Linked DNA regions of Drosophila melanogaster: region 2 is linked to region 1. The links are chromatin contacts, called in public Hi-C maps. All regions are on one chromosome and are shown on one strand. The core of a region is the stretch at or near the end of the contact, and the rest is flanking DNA. Distances in the headings are between cores, read along the strand shown. Region 1 holds the start of CG32295. Region 2 overlaps CG32264.

Region 1 (7,364 bases), core at 3,593-6,092:
GCCAACGCAAACAAAACGAAAACAATGAAGACAACGGAGCACACAATTTCCAACAAACGATGTACGCTTCTATTCACAAAGAGCACTAATGCCGACAAATAAATGGTGTCTTTATCGCTTAAAAGTTCCTTCTATTGAAAGTTATATATTCTTTTTCTTTTATAATTCTATATGAAATGCTCATGACTAAAGCCCCTTTTTTTGCTCAGTGTATTTTGCCAGAAGAGGGTTTCTGTCTTCGCTGAAGGCACTGCAGCCCTAGTATTGGTTCAGCTGGTTCGTGTCTCAGCTAAACTCGTGCTCTTAGTTTGCTAACACACCACAGCTAAGTCTGCCCAACAACAGGTGGCGCCAGTGGCAAAACTGCTTGCACTGCTTACAACAACTTTCGATTATATTATGTTTTTATTTTTAAGTACAAATAAAAAGCATACACAATTTATTTAAAACTTGTCAACTGATAATAGTAAAAATAACTAGTTAGTTGAAAATATAGGTTTAATGTTGTGAATTTTATAGAACAATTTACCGCAAGACTTCAATGCTCCAATGTCTCAATAAAAGGCGCGTGGGTTTTTCGACAGCCACTTGCAGACGTTTCCCCTCGCTTTTCCTCTTCTTTGTTTGCCTACTTTGACCACCCAGCATCTTCGCATTTTTCTCATTTATGTTGTAGTTTTTCCACTGTTTTCCGTCACTTCTTTTCACGCCAAACTGATGACGTCCATTGCGAAAATGTGCTGAAATATGTTCACATCGAAAAAATCATCAACGCGACATTTTGCAAGAGAGAAAGCTCTTTGGAAATCGCCACAAACGCTGCGTGTTGTCCAAATTGTCAACTACACTGAGGGAAATTGTGTTAATTTTCTTGCAAATAATTAATTTAATTTGCAACTCTTATTTGTTTGAACAATAAAATGATTATTTTGAATGGTTCCAAAATGATATACAGCTAATTTCCTACTCTGCTTCCTTGTGCTGAAAATCGTTTCAGGCTATTTTCTTTAAATTTTATTATTAGATATCACTAGTCGAAAAATCTGTCTCGACACTTGACTGATTCTCCCGGATTTCTGGCCTTTCCCAACATTTCATTTTGCGGATTTTGCAATCTGGCAGCTTGACAAGCGGCGACCCTCGAGAAGAATGTGTTCGAAAGTCACTCGGAATACCCTGTAACTTGGCTGCCACATGTCTGGCCCCAAAAAACGCACGGCGGAGAGAGAATGATGCGCCGATTCGTCGATCTCGGCTATATGTGCTCATTTTCCACGCTCTTTTCTTTGCGGCGATGCTGAAAAAGCGAAAATTTTCTGCGGTCGTTCTTCAGTTGATGTCGCGTTGATAAGCGGGCAAGAACTTTGGCAATAAAATCGAAAAAAAAGATTTCGAACGCGTAATCGAAAGAATTCCCAAAACAAAATAATTCAAAATATATAGTCTATAGTACAGTGAAGATAATCCGAAGCTGTGCAAATCAAAACAAATTATTTGCCGCACGTTGCCCCGTGGCGAAGAAATAGAAAATCGAAATATATAGTAACCATGAGCTAGGGGCGTGATTGTTGTGGGTTTGTTCGATTTTCGAGGGGCACGTGAGGTGTCAGATTTGGCTTTTTTGTCCCCCTTGGCTGATAACAGATCCTCGCCTTCGGAGTCTGGAAATGTCTTGAATGGAGCGGCGAGCTCTGGCTTTTTCTTGTCACCGTCGTTTTGATCAGTTGACAATTTGAACTGCGCCGGGAAAGTGCTTTTATTGAATGGCGATCCTCTTTTTGAATCAGATCTAAGTGTGGAGGTATATTCATTCACTTGCAACTTTACGCATTGCGTAATTGATTTGAACTGAAATTAAATTGCAAACTGCCCGAGTGACCCTAATATATATGTACATATGCGGCAGTTTCGTTTTCAAAAAGAGTTAATTGATGGCGTGCAGAAAATACAGATGTACAGATACGAATGTGCGAAAAGAACGCAAAAGATGCAAGCATCTGCCAGCTGTAAAGTATCTTCTGGATATCGAAAATTATGGAAGCCTTTCTTTGTTTCGCCGGAGGTTCAGCGAACTGCATTTTGTTGTGGCGACAAACAAAATATTCGAAAAATTCATTCACATTTGTGGGAAGTTTTTCCTGGCATGGCAACAGCTATACCAGAGAACGTTTAAACTTTTCCTATACTATTTTTTTTCACATTTTTCTCGCACTCATCCGCTGCTTTTTCTCCTTTCGCCGAGTTTATTTTCAAATTTGAAATTGTATGCCAAAACAACAAAAATGTTTGCGATTGTCATGTGTTTGCAGTTTTCACCATTCAGCGGTTGTAAAATATTTCAGTGTTGCCTTTTGTTTCCTTAGTTTGCCTGTTGCTGCTGGACAGAAACAGGAATGTGGCCAAAAGATATTCTTCTCCGACTTGCATTGAGATATTTTCCTTGGGCTAAAAAGTGTCCTCAAGTATTTAAAATCAATTTCGCTTTTAAATGCATTGAAATATTTTCTTCGCTTCCATTTATATTTTGTTTTGTCGTAATTTAGTTTAGTTATAGTTAGTGAATCGTGTTCACTTTGAAATAGTTTTTTGTCAATAAAAACTTTTAGATATAAATCAAAATAGGATATTAAGAGGCTGTGCCTATTTAAGAATTATTTATTTTTTTTTTTGAAACTCTTTCATCGTCATAAACGAAGTATTTAAATTTGCACATAACAGAATTTTATCTTCTATGGAAATTTGAAATATTTGTACATTCGTTCAGATTGCTGTTTATTTTTGCTTTAATGAATTCCCAGGACTTTAGCCTGCTCAGCTATTTTGCAGGACATGCAGAAGATATTTGTGCCCTCTTTTTAGCCACAGAGATTTAAGACTCTCCTTTGTTTTGGTCTCGTTTGTGTTTTCATTATGCATATCTGCATTGTCAGGACTTTTGCAAGTTGACCCAACAAGTACACAAACGCCGACTTTCTATATCACCCAGCCAGCGTACGCATTGCAACTGCCTTTCTTCCCGGGGATTCCCCTTCTTATCTTTGGGTTTTTGGCACATTTTGACAGCAACTTCCGTTTTTTTGTCTTGACATTTCTTCTGGCGTCTCTTGGAAAATCTTCCTTTTCCCTGTTTTTGGCTTCTCTAATTTGCCGTTGCTTTGTTGTGGTTCCTCAAACAATTATTTTTGCATTTTACTAGGCAAATTTTTTCATGGTTTTAGTGGTCGTTCCTCAAAGTGAAAAGCAAGTGCCTACATTTTTTCACCCATTTTTTTTTTATAGCAAACTCAAATCGATTTTTTGCCTTTGATTCATTGAAAGCGTTCGCTGAATATGTATATATGTAGTTGCATTTTTTCTATTCATTCATTTTCATTGCTTCAATTACTGGGAAAGTTATTTATAAACCTTGATTTATTGGAAACTTTTTCCCATTTCATTTAACCCCCTTTTCTGATTTGCCATTTGTTACTTCTCATTAATTGTCTTTTGTTTGCTTTTGTTTTTATTCTTGTGCTATTTTTTGCAAAGCATTTATTTTTGGCCCGGTTTTTCATTAATTTTCGCATCTCATTATACAACGCACACACAGAGCGAACAAAAGTGTGATTTTCCCCTTCGATTTTTCATCGATTTCAATTGCGTTTGTTTACGCCTCCACCACCCAACGGCCGACCTTCGGAATTTGGCTTGAATTTTCATCAAGTTTATTTACTTGAACCGAAACAGAAATCACACATACGCCGCATTGGCCCTCGTCAGCTGCTCTCGCTCGTCCCGCTCCCCAAACTGACCTCAGTTACCCGTTTGCATTAAGTATTCATGCTGGTCTTAATTAAAAGCGCACGCATGTCTAATTGGCATTAAGCATACGCCAGGGTGCACTTGACCAGATCCAGCAAGCTGGCCAACTCTGGCTCCTGTGGTCGGTCAACTGGCGGCACCCGAAATCCCAGCTTTGCTATCATGTCTTCGGCAGGCCCTCTGCACTTTACATACAATGAAGAATTGGTTTCAATTCAAACTCGGTTGAAATTTATGAACTTAAACCAGATGCTTATTCTAATCATGGTTACTATATCGGAATCCGTGGCAACGTTATTGTTTTCAATCTCAACTTAATTTGCCATATATTTCTATTTAGTAATCACAAGATGTGTGTCTCAGAACATTGATAAGTGGTAGTGAATTGAATAAAAAATGTGTCTCAGTTTGCGAAAACTTTGTCAAGCCTGTCGAGGTGGGTACTGGTAAAAAGAAAAACGTGTCTGCATAAAAACTAATATTTAAAATACCTCGAAACTTTTATATGTCTCTGCGCCCAAGATAATTGGCAAACTTACAAAACTTCTAAGACATTCCACTGTCAATTGGAAAATGCCTACACGTTTTACAAAAAGACCAAAATATATATGTACATATGTGTCGCATGTCTGCTCCATCTCCCCAGTAAAGATCCCCAAAGGTCCAATTCAGAGATGTATTTATATATATACATTCGTGTATTTGGAGGCGTCTATATTTATGCCTTCCGTTGACAGCTTTAGCATCAGCACCTACACACGAAAATAGTCTGCAAAGTCCCAAAATACAAAAATGTGTATATGAAAGTTGCGATTAGCTCTGATCCATTAAGGCATTCGTGTTCCCCCACCAAAATTTGTGCATAAATAAATAAATTAGGAAAGTGGACGATTAATTAAACAATTCATTGAAAGTGTCACAACATTTAGCGATGAATCTGTGACTCAGCTATCTATATTTTAAAGATAAGGAATATGCGAACTATTTTAATATCGAAGGAACCAAGAAGAATTCTCTGCCCTTGACATTTTTAGATTGTTCGATCAAAACAAAATTAAATACACACCCGAATAACACAAATGAATTATGCCAGATTCGAAAGTAGTGGCGAGTGATAGAAGGAAGAGTAATAGCCATGCCAGCCTGCTCCTGACCACATCCTCCACTCATGTGCAGCACGCGGATAGCCATCGAGGTAATGCCAGGACACCGGATGAGAACGATCAAAATAGCTCGCTGCTCTCCAATGACTTTGTCCTGATGCTAGACTGCTCGCCAAGTCCACAGGATGTGTTCTGCGAAAATACGCCGGAGTTTAGGACTTCGTGGCTGTGGCTCAACAAACTGACCACCATGCATTGCCACACTCTCTACGATCTGCGCATGCGCAACGCGTACATGAGTCACTTCAGTGTTTGCCTAAACCAACGGCGACTGACTGGCGTTTTCGAGGAGCCTCCGCCAGCGGAGTTGGCTTGGGTCGACTTCACGGAGAAGCCAGAGGATCAGCAATGCCCAAACCTGACTGAAATGCAGCGTTCCTGTGATCTGAATCAATCTTCTCTAGCCGCAGTGCCCTCCTCCGCTTTGTCATGTGACTGCAGCGGTAAACGGTCGACGTCTGAGTACTGGGACACCTTCTCGAATTGTGCTCGTCCTTCCGGCGGGACAAGTGTCCCATCCATTTTAAAACCACAAGTGCAGAGGAGCCGACGGCTCCTCCGTCCCGTACACACGACAAGTGATGACGAAGTGCGTCAGCTTTACAAAAACCAAAAAGCGAATTTCCGTTTAAACCATTCCTCTTCTCCCTCTGCCACGCAATCGTCCACCAGTCGTTCCCAATCCTCGCCGCCCAAATTTTCACCCAGAAGTAACCAGAAGCCCAACGCTTTTCAAAATTCCGATAGTCAGAAGTCACCCGAAGATGTTCGAAAACGTATGATCGATTTGATGGAGCTTATTCGAATGGAACTGCGTGGTGAACCGATTCCGGATAACAAGGACATTTTGGAGGAGGAGTTGAAAAGATATAGGAATTTTTTCGATCTTCATTTGCAGGATGGTTCGGATTTTGACCCACATTCCAACTCGGGGCGCGTTCGTGTGCTTCTCAACATGCAAAAAGATCTGATAAGGATGCTCAAAGAGGATTTGGCATAATGACATATGTTTCAGAATCAGTTTCATAATAAAAGATGCCATTTTGTATAATATTTAAAGCTTGATCTTTTGGGATGTAGCTTTCATTTATGTAGCTATGTATACATTAATGGGTAATTTTTGTTTTTCCAGGTCGCAAATCTGTGGACGAATCTTCGCCATCGGCCAACAACTCCCAGCAACAGCAGCAACATTCCATTCCGGGCTCCGCCGCCGGATCTCCACAGCGAGTGGCCAACAAGCGTAGCAGCATCACGGTGAACATGCCGGCCGCCGGTCTTGGCCAGCGTCCCCCGAGCATTATATCGACCACCAGCCAGGACGAGGGTGGTTTCAATGAGTCCGCGCCCGAGCTGAAGGCCAAGCTGCAGCCCGCCTACGACCAGACGGAGGAGCAGCCGCATAGCCTGAATTACGTGGACGTCGGCTATCGCCTGAATCCCGATGGCAGCGAAAGTCGCGAGGTTTACGGATCGGAAGCTGAACTCTACGACACGGCCAAGGTGACCGATATGCAGCGCAAGTTCCACGGAGCCAATGGTTTTGGTCAGGAATCGAGCACGGTTTACGCCATTATCAAGCCTGATGTGCAGGAGTCCCAACCAGTGGCTCCCTCAAGAAGCGTTCTCATCCAGTCTCCAAATTCCTCCAGCGTGGAGGGATCTCCACTGCATCGCGGGTCGTATAGTTCCCCACCCGTGGGTGTGGTTTCACCTATAAGGCGGCGCAATAGCAGCAATCAGGATCAGAGTGTTGGTGGTGGAGGCAGTGCCAAAACCACGCCCCAATGCTCTCCCGCCCGTTCGGCCTTAGTAAAGGGCATTGCCCCCATTGCTTCGATCGATGCGCACGAAGAGGAGGAACTAGATCTCGTAGAGGAGGACGAGCACCTGGCCGTGGAGTATGTGGAGGTGCTGGAACTCCAGCAGGACGAAGAGGAGGAAGAGGCTCCGGTCCTTCCCGAGCGACGAGCTCCGGCTCAAGGCTCCCTTGAGCTTCAGGACTTGGAGTATGCCGATACCAGCGCTGGCGAGGATGAGGAGGACATCATAAACCATCTAAAGGACGGCGATGTATTGGATGTGGAACTAATCGACGATGTCGTGGATGAGGTGATCAAGGTTCATGTGAATCACAGTGTGGCCACTGCCCCTTCGATTCAAGCTGCTACACCAGCTGCAGCGATTCCACGGGAGGATAGCCTGCCGGATGACATGACCGCCGCCGAGGCCGAAAGATTGTTGAGCTCTAGGTGAGTCACTTTAAAGGAAGTTTATTTATTTACAATTTATTGTGTGTAATTTAGGCATGTGTCTTGTTTCTTTTATGTATTGTAATGTATATTTTGTACTTACTTAGTATGTTATTATAGTTTTTGTCATGTCAATTCATTATCTATT
Region 2 (7,364 bases), core at 2,393-4,892, 1.2 Mb before region 1:
AGTTTTACACTCAATTTAAGATGGGCTGCATAAATTTATTTACTTTTAGTGCACGTTTAAAGCAAGGGGAATAATTAAATCACAAATATTTAAAGTAATTTATTCTGATTGCTTACTTGTTATTTTCTCATACATGTTGAACAATTTATATGCAAATTTCCAGACAACTTAAGGCTCTGACGCAAATTAGTTTAACAACATTTTCAGCTTTCTGTAGTTTGTGTACTTATATTTTACTATTTTTTTGTACTTTACTGGCTGTAAAACAATGTAAACAATTTGTCTAAAATGTAATGAAAATTGGCTTAGATTTTAATAAGAATGTTATGCAAAAATTCTCTGTTGCTAGCAAGCAAAAAAAAAAAAATAGAATACAAAAAGAATACAATGCAAAGTTAAATAACCCTGACATACATTTGCGGAAATTATTTTGTGAGCTGATTAAACAAATGCCAAATAAAAGCGAATAATTTTTCAAGGATTTTTAATTAAAATGTGCTGTGTGCTCAAATTGAAGTTCAATTTTATTTTTATAGGTCGATGAATGAAATTCATTTGGCTATTACATACACAAAATTATGCCTGGGAGTTTTATTTGCATTTCAAAATATCTTGTAAGTTGTTTGTAAATATTTACCTTCGATTTCGTAGACGATAGGCCATTGAACCTTGTTTAAATAAAGATAAATGAACAACAGAGTAAATGTGTTCAAAGTTGTAATGCGTGGAAATTTGAGACCCTACCCTTGAGATTTTTTTCCGCAATTTTTTCTCCAACACACGAGTCAATTAAGTCGATGACGATGTTCATATCTATTTATAAAACCCTTCGGAAGATGTCAAATGTCAATGCAATTAGCGGCATGCATTTTATATGCGTCCAACTGGGCGTATGAGGGATTTTATTAAAGCTGGAAAAAAGTGTATAGAAAATGGGAGGCAGCTGCAAAGTCTTTGACGATTTATGGCCAAGCATTTAATATGCAATTTGTTATTGTTCATTCGTTCGATCGTCGCATGATTCATTGCCATTCCATTATTCATAAAGTCTCCTTCTCCGTTTAATTTGAACGATTGTTAGCCGCACGAATTTTGACCAATTACGTGCTCTCTCTCTCTGTGTAGGGAGAAATGCGGAGAAACATAGAGAAATGGAGAAACGGTTGGGCAGAGAAGCCGGGAATCAGTTCTGAAATTGGTTTCATAATTGACTTTGACACAGACGCCGGCAATTTGCCGGTAAATAATGGGAATTGTGCCTGCAACGGCATACAATTAGCTGCAACTTTGATTGCCTGGGCTCAGGTGAATGAGATGGTTGAAGCCATGGGTATTTTTGTATTGGAATTTGATGACAAATGACAAATGAAAAAGATGTTATTACGAATTCAAGGAGTATTTTAAATGAATGATGAGATTATTTATAAATATTCAAGCCTGCTGTGCTTGTTCATTTTTCTCTCTGTTATTTTTAGAGATCTTAATAATCAGTAACTCTATAATAGTGTCCATAGTAATTTAGCTGTCATTCACTCTGCTCAATGTCAACAACTATCTAGGCGCGATGTAAAATGATTCGGATTTTGTCATTGCCGATGACTATGCCGTTTCGCTTCAATGCTTCGGGTTCATTCACGAAACGAAATATACGAAAATAAACAAATTCAAATCAATATACACCCCACACCGCTATGTTTTCCCTTTGCTGCGCAACGTTGCGTATACGTAATGCGATTTTAAAATTTTGTGCATGTGCATTTGACGATGTGCGATGCTTTTTCGATACCTTGCCCAACAACGTGCCACCGGGCGTGACCTATCCCCCCAACTGAACTCCCCTTTCACTTGCCAATTCGATTGCAAACGATTACATTTAATTTCAGGCTTCATATTGCAATCAAATCGACATTAGACCGGGCCCACAAATTGCCAGCGACTCGGTGTGTGCGTTCAATTCATTTGTAATTGCCATTGCCTGGCTTCAATTAGTGCCGAATAACCTTCAAAAAAATAAAAAAAAAACAAGAAAAAACAAAAAAAAAACCACACCAAAATCTATTTTATAAAGAAAATTAGCATGGGGTGCAAATGAGAGAAAATTGCAATTTATTTTTCACACAAAAAAAATTTTTCTTTTCTCTGCGAGTGTTTCACTTTCCGCCAAAGGCTTCAACCTGTCTGACATTTTGGCCACGATTTTTTTTTCTCGCACTCAGCTAGAGATGAGCCGTGATTTGAATTAGGTCTTGAAGATTATAATTTATTAACTCCTTAAAGTTACCAAAAAATTTATGTGAATTTATTTGCGAGTGTGAAGGAAAATTTACATTTACCGATGTTTACGATAATAATAGCACATTTTTCTCACGCACCCACCGCCAATACATTACTCTTATTCACTGTAATTAACTTTTGGTTTGTTTTTGTGGGATTTCAGCTTTGACATGTTGTGTCAGCCTCAGTCTCTGATTTTTCACTCACTTTTGCTTTTGTGGTAATTTATTCGTTGGCTCAAATACAAAATGTGTTGCATGCGATAAGTTGTAGAAATAATTTATATATATACCTTTGACTTTGTTAGGTGCCTAAAATCCCCGGCTTAAGTTTATTTCTCAACTCTTCTTCTCTGTGTTGTTTTTAACAAATTGTTGAGCACATCACGTTGTGCAAATAAATTCCCCCATGTTATTGTTAGCTGTTCGTTTTTTATTCACTTATATTTATTCATCGTGTTTGCGGTGTAGTTATCAGCGACGATTTTTGTTTATTTATAAGCGAGTAGTGCGCTTTAAAGTGGAGCAAGCCAATTGACATTTTACGTAGAACGGAATTCGTACACCTTCAATAGATCGTATATGTATGTACAAACAAATGTACCATATATAGAACGTTAAATGTATAAAAACCAAAGCAGCTTATTTAAGCTGCAAATTCAAGTGAAAATCCATACGTTTTGAACCCTTTGCATAAATCCAGCTTAAACATTCATAATTTGTGTGCTCGTAATAATTTATCCGCATATCGAATGGATGTTTTCATACTTTTACTCCTTGACTCTCATCTGGTTGTCAGTTTATGGCTTGTTTTTTGCCCGAGTACTGTGTTTTTCCCGTTGCTACCCCCACCCCCCTTGAGGTACCACCCATTCACATCGTGTAACATTACATACCTACAACAATGAGAAGAAAACATTTTTCCAGCAAGAGTCAGCCATATTTCTTGGGTTTTCTCTCTGCCTCTTTAACTGTCTCGCTTTTGGCCTCAAGCGAATCTGGCGGGCGCCCCGAAAAATTTAAGACCCACTACAGTGGTTATTGTTAAAGTGTATACTTCATAAAATATATGGAATAAATATCTAAATAATTATATCTTGATATAATATAGGTTCATAAAAGCAAACAATAGTACTTATTATTCATATTTAATAGTCAGATTTATCCATCTGTAAAAAATTCATGTTATCAATGCCTTACTGTAGTAGTAACAAAAAACTGCCGCTCAAGCGAGAATAGCAGCGAAAACAATAACAGCAACAACAAGCGAACAATGACAACAACTTTCGCGAAAACCCGTTGCTGTTTTTTGTTTGGTTATTTTTTAATGATATTGTTGCTGTTGCTTTTGCCGCGCCCTTCACTGGCTTTTGTTGTACTTGGTTGTTGTTGCCAAAATCTTGGAAGCTGCTGCATTCATTCAAACGTCCAACGATGCTCCCCAAACCGGTTCTCGCCACAGAAAATCGTGTAAAGAAAATGAAATAAAAATAATATAATGACGACAACGTCGACTGCGTTGTTTATTTTCGTGTGTTTTGCATATAGCGCACATTATTTGCCTTATTTTGTATTTGGTTTTCCCTTTGGGCCATAAAAAAAAAAAAAAAACGGGGAAACAGCCGCGGAAATTGGGGAAGACGCGTCCGAAATTGCCATTTCGTCTTAACAATTTCTGGTCTCGTGCTGTGATTCTGATGATGTGTAATATCTGTTTACCAGCCGGTTGGGTATGCCGATTTTATGATCTTTTGGACTGGGAAACAAATTAGTTTGAAATTAATTAACTGCTCGGTGTGGGAAGATGCAATGGGTTATTTTTTCCCAGCCATATGAATAAATTTATTAAAACAAACATCATGAAAAGCGCTGCTATAAATTAAGTCATTTTCCTTTGCATGTGAATTAAACCAATTATAAGTTAATTATTTTAGGACTTAAATGTTGAAGTGATTTTAAAGATGAGCTAACATATTCACTGTTCTTATATTAAACGAAACTAAATAGCGACTGTTGGCATTTCTTTTCAACTAAACATGTTCACCAAGCGAATTTGTCACCCAATTTTCCGGGTATTTTCCGCATTTCCCCCGCCGCTGCGCGATTCTCTTTGTTGGCGCCATTCGAAATGAGTCGAAGATTTTCCTAGCTGTTATTCTTTGTAGGGCGTCTGCTGTTGGCCAAAGTAATTCCCTCAAAGTGACACACATTTGCGAGATACACAAAACGAAACTAGAAGCAACTTAAAGATGCTGGACTCACTTCACTTGTGTGTCCTCCTTTTCGCACAGTTTTTATTATGTAACTGGCGGCTGCTGTTGACCAACAATTGACCACAATTGGAGCAGTCGCTGCGAGAGAAGCCCAGTTATGGTAAGAAGATCAGGAAGCCAAATAGTTGTTAGCCCATTTGCAGTAGTTTTACAGTTGGTTCCCCTTTATTTTTCTACCTCCAAGTGCCCAACAAACCCCCCCCCCCCACATCTTTCTCCTATGGCTCAGGTAGCCTAATTTCAACGCTTCAATGCAGGCAGCACTTCGAAGTTTTTCACCATGTGGGTGTAGTCTTTTTTATGCTTCACGTTGTTGTATGCCAGAGCTTATCTGAAAAAGCAGCATCAAGAGCAGGGAAAAGTGGGCGGGATTGGTCGGTCCAACTTCGGAATGAGTCGACATATCTAGTGCTGTTTTTGTTGACTTTTCTTTGCCTTATCTTCATCCTTTTGCTGATTTACGGGTATGTATTTCTCCCATTTTCTCGGCATCAATTGTTTGGGAAAGAGATTTTCCAATGCAAACTGAGATGGAGCCTCAAATAGCAGAGTAGGAATTTAAATATTTGTCCAGTTGAAGGAATGAAAATACAAATATTCCACTGGGAAACTTCATTCGCTTGAGTGAATATATTTATAAGCCTTTGACGTTCAATTTAAAGTTTATCTTTTGCGTTCGATGAAAGGGAAAAGATTGATGGTTTGTTCAAATTTGGAGTACATATTTAAAATTGGAAAGTAAATTCAATTTCGCTTAACTTGAAGTGCAATTAGCAGTTATTTTTTATACAATACTTTGTTTAAAAATCCTCCCTTTTAATGACCTGCCTAATAGGATTTTACGCACCGTTGGCAGTGCATTTTGTATTTCTTTGTTGTGAATAAATCCATTACTGAATTCCTAGCTTGCAAAGCATTTCGCTAATGATTGCACAATCGTATGAAATTGCAGTTTGCACACATATTTCAGGAAAAGCAAAAAAACAAAAGCCGCAGTAGCGGTAAAAGTGGGCGTGGAATGCGTCCATTTAATAAGCGGTGGCCCAAAATGGGGGAACGCCCGCTTCCGTTTCCGGCAGAGCGTTTTCATTGAAATGTTTTACCATGTATGCTAATTACTAATTTGCCCCTCTTCGTTTTCGTTTTCGATTGCAGCTAAGAAACAGAATGGAGCTGCCATACGCACAAATAGCCTGGGTTCGGGCACTAGGACGCCACCTTTGGAAAGGAAGAGCAAACTCAGTGCCCTGGGCAGATTCTTTAAGCCCTGGAAATGGCGACGGAAAAAGAAGAGCGAGAAGTTCGAGGCGGCCTCCAAATGTAAGTAAATCAAATGCATGCAAAATGTAGTATTTCTAATATTAATTAATATGATTTTTTTTTAGCCCTGGAGCGTAAGATTTCTGTGCGTGCCAATCGTGATGAGCTAGTGCAAAAGGGGATTCTAATGCCTGAGAGTCCCCTGGGCAATATTCCAGAACCAGGTAAGTTTTCAAAAAATATTATATCCTAAATAAATAGTCTTTACTTTAATTTAATTAAGAATATATTGAAAATACCATTCGAGTGAATTCTTGAGCAGTATTTACATCAAATCCATTCTATATAAAAGTAAAATCACATAAGACTCCAGCTGAAATATACATTTGTTATATCTCTTAATGCGTGCCAATCGCACAAATTAACTTGCTGATTATTCCCACAACTTTTGGATACCCCCTCCATTTCTTTTGTTTTATTTGTTTCCCTCTTTAGTTTCTTCTGTTTTATTTGCCATGTGCAACAAAACTTTTTGTTGGCTGCCAATTGCTGGCAAGTTTTGCTTACGGCTTAGCTAGAAGAGCAGCAAAAGCAAAGCGCAAGCATAACGGAAATTGGCCATAAGCCACGCACGATATAGCCAAGGCTTATAGTGTGATATCCCTCCCCCCCTCGAAGCCCCCACCGCCATCTGCCCGATCTGCGTAACTAGACAGGTTAGCACTCTGCTAAATTGTTTGCTTGCCAAAGAAGAAGCGTCTTCCTTCCGCTTGAGTTGCGTAGTTTAGCTGTGACTGGCAGCTCGTCAATTGGCCGTGTTGTGGTGAAAGACGAAAACAAATGGGGCTATGCAGAGAGAGAAAATAGCAGAAGCTTAATCTATAGATGCTAAAGAATTCGCGCTTGAACGTTTAAAGATGCCTAAAATTCGTGTTTTAACTAATATTTTGCTCAGTGCAATGGGCGAAGGAGGCACATAAGGGGCGGCAATGGGGGCGTGTACCTCAAGGAGGCGCCTTGTCGGTTTACTTTTTACAACTTTACGAGTTGCTGCAAGTCGTCGCCAAGTCGCGACTTTTCCGCTAAATGTCAATTAATCAGTGGCGGCTAATTGTCCATGCCCATGGCCAGTTGAGGCATCCAAGGGGAAACAAGACAAGCAACAGCCGTCCACAATAAAACGCGAAATGCATTCAAATGAGATTGTGGAGGAAAAGGAAAGGGGCGGTGGGCTATGCTGCAAGAACTCAGAACCTACCTCAATTTTGAGCTGCTTGCGGCAGGCAAAGCAAGCAGTTTTATGCCGCCACTCGACCACAGATGGCGCCACTCAGAGAAAGGCTTTTGCCAAGAGAAAGCTGTCGCTATATAAACCTTAAATAGAGCTTTTATGAATGGGTAGTTATCTAAAGCGGTGTTCGGCAATGTATTTCTAAAATTTAATCAACCTGTCGATTTTTAAAAGTTTTTATGCTAGTGTTATGTTAGTGGTTATTAAGCCAAGTTTATAAATGTTGAACCATAGCTTATTCTTCAAAAATCTTTTTAAAATAATTTA

What was found. A called contact is a pair of places that touch in the nucleus more often than the background predicts.
Region 2: a contact with region 1 is called in a Hi-C map of the Kc167 cell line, with 2.5 times the contacts expected there. A contact is called at or near these places in 15 of 107 Hi-C or Micro-C datasets (the Kc167 cell line, cellular blastoderm embryo, embryo and 4 more).

What each region holds. Positions count from the first base shown.
Region 1 is chr3L:2,524,451-2,531,814 of dm6, reverse strand. CG32295 reads left to right here and starts at 4,842. Exons shown (of 1, transcript NM_167954.2): 1 at 4,842-6,016. The coding sequence starts at 4,888. The coding sequence ends at 5,964. Spn (Spinophilin) reads left to right here. Exons shown (of 16, transcript NM_001259642.1): 4 at 6,097-7,216.
Region 2 is chr3L:3,767,744-3,775,107 of dm6, reverse strand. It overlaps CG32264, which reads left to right. Exons shown (of 11, transcript NM_206268.4): 3 at 5,702-5,866; 4 at 5,932-6,030. Among named protein-coding and RNA genes, the nearest start is that of ppk27, 16 kb to the right of the region's middle.